Linked DNA regions of Sus scrofa: all the other regions are linked to region 1. A link is a contact called in public Hi-C and HiChIP or PLAC-seq data. All regions are on one chromosome and are shown on one strand. Each heading gives the region's core, a stretch centred on a gene start, on an enhancer-like site or on the middle of the called end of the contact. The rest is flanking DNA. Distances are from core to core; before and after follow the strand shown.

Evidence for each region. A called contact is a pair of places that touch in the nucleus more often than the background predicts. HiChIP or PLAC-seq counts read pairs in DNA pulled down with a chosen protein or histone mark.
Region 2: a contact with region 1 is called in an H3K27ac HiChIP or PLAC-seq map of alveolar macrophages. The contact joins the promoter of TMUB2 here to the promoter of DUSP3 in region 1. A contact is called at or near these places in 3 of 47 Hi-C or Micro-C datasets (epiblast stem cells, liver and skeletal muscle) and 1 of 2 datasets of contacts at active chromatin or transcription factors (alveolar macrophages).
Region 3: a Hi-C map of liver shows a contact between it and region 1, with 2.5 times the contacts expected there. The contact joins the promoter of C12H17orf53 here to the promoter of DUSP3 in region 1. A contact is called at or near these places in 3 of 47 Hi-C or Micro-C datasets (liver, psoas muscle and skeletal muscle) and 1 of 2 datasets of contacts at active chromatin or transcription factors (alveolar macrophages).

The regions. Positions count from the first base shown.
Region 1 is chr12:19,334,798-19,337,701 of Sscrofa11.1, forward strand. It overlaps DUSP3 (dual specificity protein phosphatase 3), which reads left to right and starts at 1,511. Exons shown (of 3, transcript XM_003131360.6): 1 at 1,511-1,728. The coding sequence starts at 1,604. It overlaps C12H17orf105, which reads right to left and starts at 1,424. Exons shown (of 6, transcript XM_003131374.6): 1 at 1-1,424. The coding sequence starts at 1.
Region 2 is chr12:19,022,722-19,025,625 of Sscrofa11.1, forward strand. TMUB2 (transmembrane and ubiquitin-like domain-containing protein 2) reads right to left here and starts at 1,504. Exons shown (of 3, transcript XM_021066887.1): 1 at 1,362-1,504.
Region 3 is chr12:19,076,487-19,079,390 of Sscrofa11.1, forward strand. C12H17orf53 reads right to left here and starts at 1,391. Exons shown (of 11, transcript XM_021066897.1): 1 at 1,305-1,391. It overlaps HDAC5 (histone deacetylase 5), which reads left to right and starts at 1,424. Exons shown (of 27, transcript XM_021066892.1): 1 at 1,424-1,654.

The DNA of each region.
Region 1 (2,904 bases), core at 261-2,760:
TCTTCTCTTCCTAGTCTCACTTCAGAAATAAGGCACCCACGCTCCTCTGTGAGGTACTTAGCTGTCCCCATGACCGGTTGTCATAGTTACTCAGTTATGACATCAGGGACAGGTTCCAGGGAAGAAGGAGGAGCAGTGGAGCATGCCAGGCTGTCCCTGGACTTCTCTTTTGAAAGCTAATGTAGGTTCAAGTCAAGATGAGGGCTGACATTAGAAAGTTTCCCACTTGCCTGGTATGCAGTGCCACCAATAGCAGCAGGAAGAGGTATGGTGTCTGGGAAGGCCAGAAAGGCACTGGGGTGGGGGTGGGGGGATGGAGAAATCTAGCCCTGGTTACGCTTGGACTCTAAGCCAAGTAATCTCCCCGGCAATGGTTTCCCTGAAGGTATGAGCCCACAGCTGTTTGCAGAGGTGAAAGATGAACTTGATGATTTGATTCCATGTCTTCACTTTTGCAGATGAGGCGAAAGTCCAGAGCAACAGCCAAGCTGCTCTAGAACAAGTTAGTGGAAGAACAAGTTCAGGATGTGGGTTTCCTGAATTCTCAGGACCACGGATGTTTTTTGGAGACGTTGGGCTTCGGGTGAGCTGCCATTGGGGGAGGTCAGAGACCTGTCGCTTTTGCTGGTAGTGGGATCTCGTAAATGATGAGTTGCTGACATCGTGTGGCTCATAGTGGGCTGGCAGCTGCTCCAGGAAGGGCTGCAAAGGAGCGGGATGCATCTCCACACCGGCACTGGGCGTAGCACCTAGTAAGTGTCCTATGCAATTGCTGATAAAAACAGGGAGAACACCTCCCCAGTGCTCACTATGTGGAGCCCGGGGGTTTCCTGGAATGCTACATTTAATCTTTCAAACAACCCTAGGAGTTAGGGGCTAAACCCCATTTTTTCAGCAAAAAAAAAAAGTTACATCATTCCCCAGGGCTACCTATGCTTGCTTGCAGAGCCCAAGCTTTAAGTACGATGCCGACTCTCATTGAAGGTTGGAAGAAATGTGCCCCAGAGTTGGGCTTCTCAAACGTTAACCTTCGCAGAGATTTCCAGGGAGGCTTGTAAAATGCTTATTCTCCTTCAGCAGGTCTGAGCTGGGGTGCAGATTCTGCTTTCCTGGCCAGCTCCCGGGTAATACCAGAGCTGCTGGTCTGCAGCCGGCAGTCCGAGCTCCCAAACGGAACCCGTGTGTCCCTGAATTCCTGAAAAACCGAGGGACACTTGGTGTGCCGCGGTCCAGAGGAACTTTTATTGCGCCCCGCATTTCGTCCAGTGGCGGTACCGGACTGCCGCGCCTTAGCGGGGGGTGGAGGTGGGACGAAGACCATCGCCCCTCCCCGAACCCCGGCCGGAGCTCCAGAGCCGCAGCATCTCCGCCCGCGGACGCAGGCCTCGGAGTCTTCCCCCGCGTCCGCCCGGCGCCTGGCGGCGCGCGTACCTCCCAGAAGCGGAACGCGCCTGGCCGCCCGCGCTCCGCCGCTTTCCGCGCCCGGCGGGCCCGCCTCCGGGGCGGGACGGGGCGGGTCCCGGCTCCGGAGCCCCCGCCCAGCTGACCCGGCCGCTCTCCCCTCGCTCGCGGTTGCCCCGGCGTGCAGGGCCCGGCCGCCGCCATGTCGGGCCCGGTGGAGCTCTCGGTGCAGGATCTCAACGACCTGCTCTCGGACGGCAGCGGCTGTTACAGCCTCCCAAGCCAGCCCTGCAACGAGGTCACCCCCAGGATCTACGTGGGCAACGCGTGAGTCGCCGCTCCCGGGTCGCAGCCCCGCCAGCCCCTCCCCGGGGCGCCCCGCCCACCAGAGGGCTGGGGTGGGGGCGTCGGCGGGCGTGGGTGGGGGGAGCCGGGGCGGGGTCCCTCCTCCGGAAGCCGCGGCGGGGGCTGGGCGGGGGCTGAAGTCGCCGCCCACCGCCTCGCTTGGGGCCGAGGGGCCGGACCCCGCCCCGGCCCAGCGCGGTCCTTCCCTTCGCGTGATGCCCGGGGTCGGGGGTGCTCGGCCAGCCCGATGTCCAGTCCGAAGCCCACTCTCCAGGGGCACGGCCCTGGGCGGGGTCGGGGCTACCAGTTTCATTTAACAGGTGGCCCTCTGTCACCCGGCCGGTCTCCGGCCCCGCGTGTCATGTGACAGCTGCCTGGTTCTGCAGTGAGGTCACCGCGGAATGTCTGCCTTTGCTCCCTTGGCAACGGGCTGACGTCACACTTCGGGCGTGGAACTTTCCTGGCCGGGCAGGCCCAGGGCCGGGAATTGAAAGATCCCAAACTCGGGATCCAGGGACCCGGGCCTTGGTTTTCTCGCTTCTCCCCCAGCTTTCCAAATAGGGTGTGATGTACCTGAAGTTCTAGAACAATCCAATGATAAACCCCCTAAGGACCTGAACCATCACTTAGAAAAGGCTGCGGACCTTCTCCCCATCAGGAAGTGCATTTATTATTTATCCCTTAGGAGTTCTTACCAAATTGATTTTTTCATTTTCTCATAGTCAAACTACCAGTAAGAATTTCTGAGCGGCAGGAGGGAACCAGTGTTGCCCGTTCTGAGAGGTGCTGAAATACCAGCCAAAAGGCAAAAATAGATTACCATGCCTGTACAGCCGTGGGAGGGCACGGGTTGGATTTTCCTGAGACTCTGAGAATCCAGTTCCAAGGACTGCCGTACAAATGGGGGTCATCGTGGAGCTAGGGGGTCTGGAAGGCAGTTTCCAGCTTCACGAGGCCGGTGTTATCCATTTAATCATTTACCATATTGAGCCTCCCTGTGTGTTGGGCATTGAACAAGGCTCATTCACAGTAGAGTTACTAGTGTTAATGATAAAGCTGTTGAATGTTGCTGTTGGCTTAGTGTAAGAGAAGGGAGCTGCATGGTAGGGACTCTTCAAAGTTGTTTTAGTGTTTAAAAAATTTTTTTTATTATGGTTG
Region 2 (2,904 bases), core at 254-2,753, 310 kb before region 1:
GGGACAACTCTGTAGGGGCCATCACTAGACCCTATGCAGCAGACACTGTGTCTGCCTCCTCTTGAAATTCTCCTGGCAGTGAAGCAGGACACACACACAGAAACACCACCCTCCTGGGTTACCACAGGCTCACAACTACAAAACCGCTACCTGCGTGGAACTAATTTGGACAAGATTCCAAATGGCTCTCACAATCCATTTTGCAATCTTTCTTCTTGTAAGGTGGCCTCCTCCCTTGGCAGTGTCTTAGAAAGGCAGTAAGGATCTCTATTGCTCCTTGGAGTCCCTACTCTTTCCCTTTGAGATCTGCTGCTTTCATAGCTGTCCCTGGGCAAATCCCATCTAATGACTGTCGTTACCAGCCTGTTCTCACAGCATCTATAAAACTTCATTATACTTATCTACCTGTCCATCTCTCTACCAGACTCCTGGAAGACAAGGATCACATGTATTTTTCTGTGTCTCATAGAGCCCAACATAATCCCATAGCAGTTGCTCAAAGAATATCTGTGGAATATATCAACATCTGAATAATTTCCAATAGTACATGGGCCTTGGAGTCAGAAAACAAATAAACAAACCCAAACTACAAACCCCGTCTTGCCTCTTACTAGCTCTGTAACCTTAAATTCCTCGGGGCCTCAGCGTTCTCATCGGTAAAATGGGATTAAAAATAGTACCTACCTCATAAGGTCGTTTTGAAGATGAGGAGAGATCATCGAAGCAAAATACTTAGCACAGTGCCCAGCACATTGCAATTGTTCAGTAACAAATAGTAGCAATCATTTATCACTCTCACAACTAACCCCTGATGGTAAGGTTAATATCATTAACCCTGACTTACAGAAAAGAAAACTGCGGCGAATAGAGGCAAACACGACTGGCACAGGCACAGGGAACTTTTGTGGGAGGGGCCGGGCAAGACCCCAGGTCTCCCTCGGCGGAGGCCTTTGCTCTCTCCTCAATCTGTGAGCGACCCTTGATGGCGCGGTGAGGAAGGGTCCCCGATCCTGCCTATCTGAAGCGAAGGCTCCGCGTTTGGGCGGTCCTATTCCCGCGACGCTGGGGAGGGGTCCGTAGGTCCAGCCGAGCCGAAAGGCTGTCTATTCCCCGCCACAGTTCCCAGACCCAGTTCTTCCGGCCCAAGAGGGGTAAGGGAGGGTGAGGGGGTCACAAACCATCCACACCCCTCAAACTTCGGGGCGGGGCCGGGGAACTGGGGGCGGGGCTTGAGTACGCGGGGGAACATGGGAAATTAAAGGGGGACTGGACCGGTACCGCACCTGGATAAGGAAGGAGGTCCTCACCTGAAACGGCCAAACTAAGTGTTTTGACTTCGTCAAGACGGCCCATGGACTCACCTTTCTTTAGGGAATCGGGGAGGGGGCTGACTAGCCCCAATTCTGTTCAGGGTCCAGTCTCTTCCGGCTTCTCCCGGAAGCTGTTAGAACCAGAGACAGGAAGTTCCGCCTCTGCGCCTTGCACTGATGACGAAAAGCTACGTAAAGCGGGCTGACGTAAACGTATTCTTTAAATAAAAGGGACAGGTTTCTCGGCGGAAGGAGGGGCGGAGTCGTTGTTGGCGGGATCCTGGCCCTCCCGGGGCCGAGCCACGCCTGGTGGGCGGGGCCTAAAGAGCTAGGGGTGAGGAGTGGGCCCTGGAGGGAATTAGGGGAGGTGCTTGGGTAAGGGGCGTGGCTCCGCGTCTGGACGTCAAAGCTGGATGGCACCTCTGGGCAATCTAGAGCTACCCTTTCCTCTTTCGCAGCTTTCTCTATCCGGTCTTGCTCCCAACTTCCCAGACTGATTGGACTTATTACTGTCCAACAACGCGCACTGAGCTCTGGGTTAGCGGAATCAGCAGGCACTGGTCTTTCTGAGCGCCACGAGTTCAAATCAGGGCTCAGTCGGGAGCCAGGCGAGGAGACGATTTAGTAACCAACCATTCGGTGTTTCGAGATTGCGGCTCCAGATAGTGTGGCACCTTGGTAAATAAGGTGAGAAAGCATTTCAAAGAAGGCACTGATTTTTTTTCTAGGCTTGGGGTACAGGAATGGCAAGAGCCCCCAAAAAGACAGGTTTAATTTACAAGAATTTATCTGGATTTTTGCAATTAAATTTTGTTCTAAAGAGGTTCTGTGGTTTTTGCTGTTTTCCGGAGCTGCCTATGTGACCTACACCACAATTCACAGGAACAACAGATCCTTAACCCACTGAGTGATGCCAGGGATCGAACCTGCAACCTCTGGGTTGCTAGTCGGATTTGTTTCCAATGCTCCAGGATGGGAACTCCATAAGTGTTATCTTTTGTTGTTGTTTTGTTTTGTTTTTAGGGCCACCTTCGTGGCATACGGAGGTTCCCAGGCACTAGGGGTGGAATTGGAGCTGTAGCTGTGGCCTATACCACAGACCCAGGATCCCAGGATCTGAGCCTCATCTGCGACCTACACCACAGCTCCTGGCAACACAGGGTCCTTAACCCACTGCGAAAGACCAGGGATCGAACTGGCTTCCTCATGGATACTAGTCGTGTTCATTAACCACTGAGCCACGAAGGGAACTACTCTGGTGAACTATGGATTGAAGAAGTATAAATAATGCAGATGGTCAAGCTAAAAAGCGAAAAGCTCAATAGTTTTCACCACAGAACAGACCAGGGGAACCAGGTCTTAAGAAATAAAAAGATACCCCAAAACCTCCCTTCAGTCCTCTTCCAGCCACTATCTTCCAAAGAGAAGTCACTATTGGAGCGGAAACAAACCAACTAGGAACCATGAGGTTGTGGGTTTGATCCCCTGCTTTCAATTCTTTTGTCTGACTTCTTTTGATTAACATTGTGTTTGTGAAATAAATGGTGCAGTTTTAATTTCTGCATAAATGTGCCTTTTGGGTTTAAAGTGTAGT
Region 3 (2,904 bases), core at 141-2,640, 260 kb before region 1:
CCATCCTTAACCCACTGTGCTGGGGGTCAAATGGGCACCTCCACAGGGACAAGCCGGATCCTTAACCCACTCTGCCACCGTGGGAACGCCAATATATTCACTTTTTCTGATTAGATGAATAATACATGATAGTTACAAAATTTCAGATATACAGAAAAAGATTAAAAAGAAAGCAAAGGTAAATATTTTGCTATATATTCTTTTTTTGTGTGTGTGTCTTCTTTTTTTGCCTTTTCTAGGGCCGCTCCCATGGCATATGGAGGTTCCCAGGCTAGGAGTCCAATCGGAGCTGTAGCCACCGGCCTACGCCAGAGCCACAGCACACAGGATCCGAGCCGCGTCTGCAGCCTACACCACAGCTCATGGCCACACCGGATCCTTAACCCACTGAGCAAGGCCAGGGATCGAACCCACAACCTCATGGTTCCAAGTTGGATTCATTAACCACTGCGCCTCGACGGGAACTCCCCTGGTATATATTCTTAAAGGCTTTTTAATATGCATACATATTCAGACATATGGGTCTAGTTTTTTGGCATTTACAGTAAATGGAACAATTCTGTAGTACTTATTTGATTCCTGATTTTCAAGAACACAATATATCATGCGGATCTTTTCAGGTCAATATAGACATATCATTTTTTAATGTCTGGAAAGTATTCCACTGAATGGATGTGCCCAGGTTTATTCGCCAATCCCAGCTGCTGCTATTTAGGTTGTTTCCAACTTTTCACAGGATTATAAGGAATCTCTTTCCTTCTATACTCACTTTTGAGCACAATGTTTATTTCCCTGGAATACATTTTCGTTAGTGAAATTACTAGGTCACTGACAAACCATCTAGGGTCTATCACATATACTGTGTCCTAAGTAGTGCTGTGGAACAGGGTGGCACTGAAGCCAGGGACCGGAAGTCTTCCTTTTGAAGGCCTTGGACTCTTACAACTGTACCCTGGTTCTTCCCAGTATTTTTTTTTTTTTTCTCCCCTTGGCACAGATTTAGTGTGTGAGGTCGGAGCTGGTGTCGATGGCGGCGGGTTCGGGACCTGTCCCAGCCATCCGCTCTCAGCCTGGCCCCCAAGGTGGGGCCTCCACAGCCCTCCCAGCCCCTAGGAATCCATCCCCAGTTCCCCTCCCCCAAGGCGGGAGGGCGTGTTAAGGAGAAGCTCAGGCAGGCAGCGATTGCACCATCCACGGTTCGAAAAGGAAGTGGAGACAGCGCAGAGGAAAAGCGTGCATCCCAAAGGCTGAGCCCCTAGCAGCCAGACCTGTACCCCCGCAGCAATCCTTCCACCACTACTCACGGGGCTCCGATCCCTTGCCTTCCTCCCCTTCCCCAGCCCAACCCTTGGCTGTGTATTGGCTCTTTAAGAAGCTGTCACGGTGGCGCTGTTGGCCCCGCCCCGCGGGGAGGGCCGAGAAGGAGGGGAGGGGTTGGTGGTGGCTGAAACTGGGGGGGTCTGGGTCTATTTTTAGCGCTGGGTCGGATCACGTGACGGGAGTGACGTCTCCGAATGTTGTTGTTGGTGGCGGCGGCGAGCGGAGCCGGAGGAGCTGCCGCAAAGATGGAGGAGCCGTCGAGGAGGCGCTGCCGCTGCTGCCGCCGCCGCTGCTGCCGCCGCCGCCTGCGAAGCCGGAGCTCGAGCCGCAGGGGGTGAGCGCGCTGCACCACCCCCGATCCCACTTCCCCCCAGCCCCCCGGACGCGACGCGGCGCCCCCTCCTCCAGCCGTCGCTGCCCGCGGGCTCCCCGCGCGCGCGCCGCGCTCCGCGCCCCCCTTCCTTCCTCCTGGCGCCCGGGTGCCAGCCGGCGCCCCCTGGGAGCATCACCGGCCCGGGAGCCGGGCCTCGGGGCTACTGCGCGCGCCCCTCCCAGCCCCTCCCAGGTAGGGGCGCCTTCCCTGCAGGTAAGGGAGGGGCCCATCTTCCCGCGACCCACACCCCCGAATGGCTGGGAGACCGGCCGGGGCAGTCGGATTTGCCCTCTCCCGGGCGGCGCGTGGTGCGTTGCAGAGCGACTTGAGCCTTGCAGCCGGATTCTGTGTCGACCCCTCTTCGCTGGACACCCTTTCTTGGTACTCTGAGGTGAGGGGCGCTGCCCACCCCGCAGCGCTTCTCCCCATACCTCAGAAGGTATCCTCGATTCTGTGTCCTTGACTTCTGTGCCGGAGGAGGGGGCCTGCGGGCCCACCTTACTTCTCTCTCCCATTATTCTCATTCCCTCCCCCTTGAGGTGTTATTGCGTTTGTTCCCACCCTCTTCTCCTGTCTGACACCCTGGAACCCGAGTGAGGAAGCTGGGAGATGAAAGCTCCCCCTACTTGTCTGGGGTGGATGCCCCCCGTTTTTCATCCTGGATCTGTGTCTCATGGAGGCAGAAACACTGCCTGTGCCTTTTAACTTGGGGGAGGCTGCTTCCCAACCCCACCCTTCCCTGGGGCCCTGGGGAAGATGAGACCTGATGGGGTAATAAGTAATTAATCTGGGAGTCTGGTTGGTGGAGTGGGGTGGAGGGGAAGGTGGGAGCACCCCTCTGGGGGGAGGAGGTGACCACCTGATAGTCCCTGTTGGCCTTCTGAGATGAGATGTGTCCCAAAAGAGGGAGGTTAGCAGCTGCAGTTGCTTTTGGGGGTGCTCAAGTGAGCCACGACTCTGACAGTGACCACTGTGCTTCAGGGGCCTGGAATTAGCTTTGACGATTGGAAGTGATGCTCGTGGTGACTGGGTTCAGGGTCCAACTGGGAGGGAAAGATGGAGTCAGAACATAGGAACAAAAGGAGGCAGAGGATGGGAGGTTCAGGACTTTTAGCCAGAAGGACCCCTAACCAGCCTACTTTGCAGGACTGGGGCCTGGGGCTGGATCCTGCCCTGGGCCTCCTCAGGTTTGGAGGGTCCTCAGTCTGAGT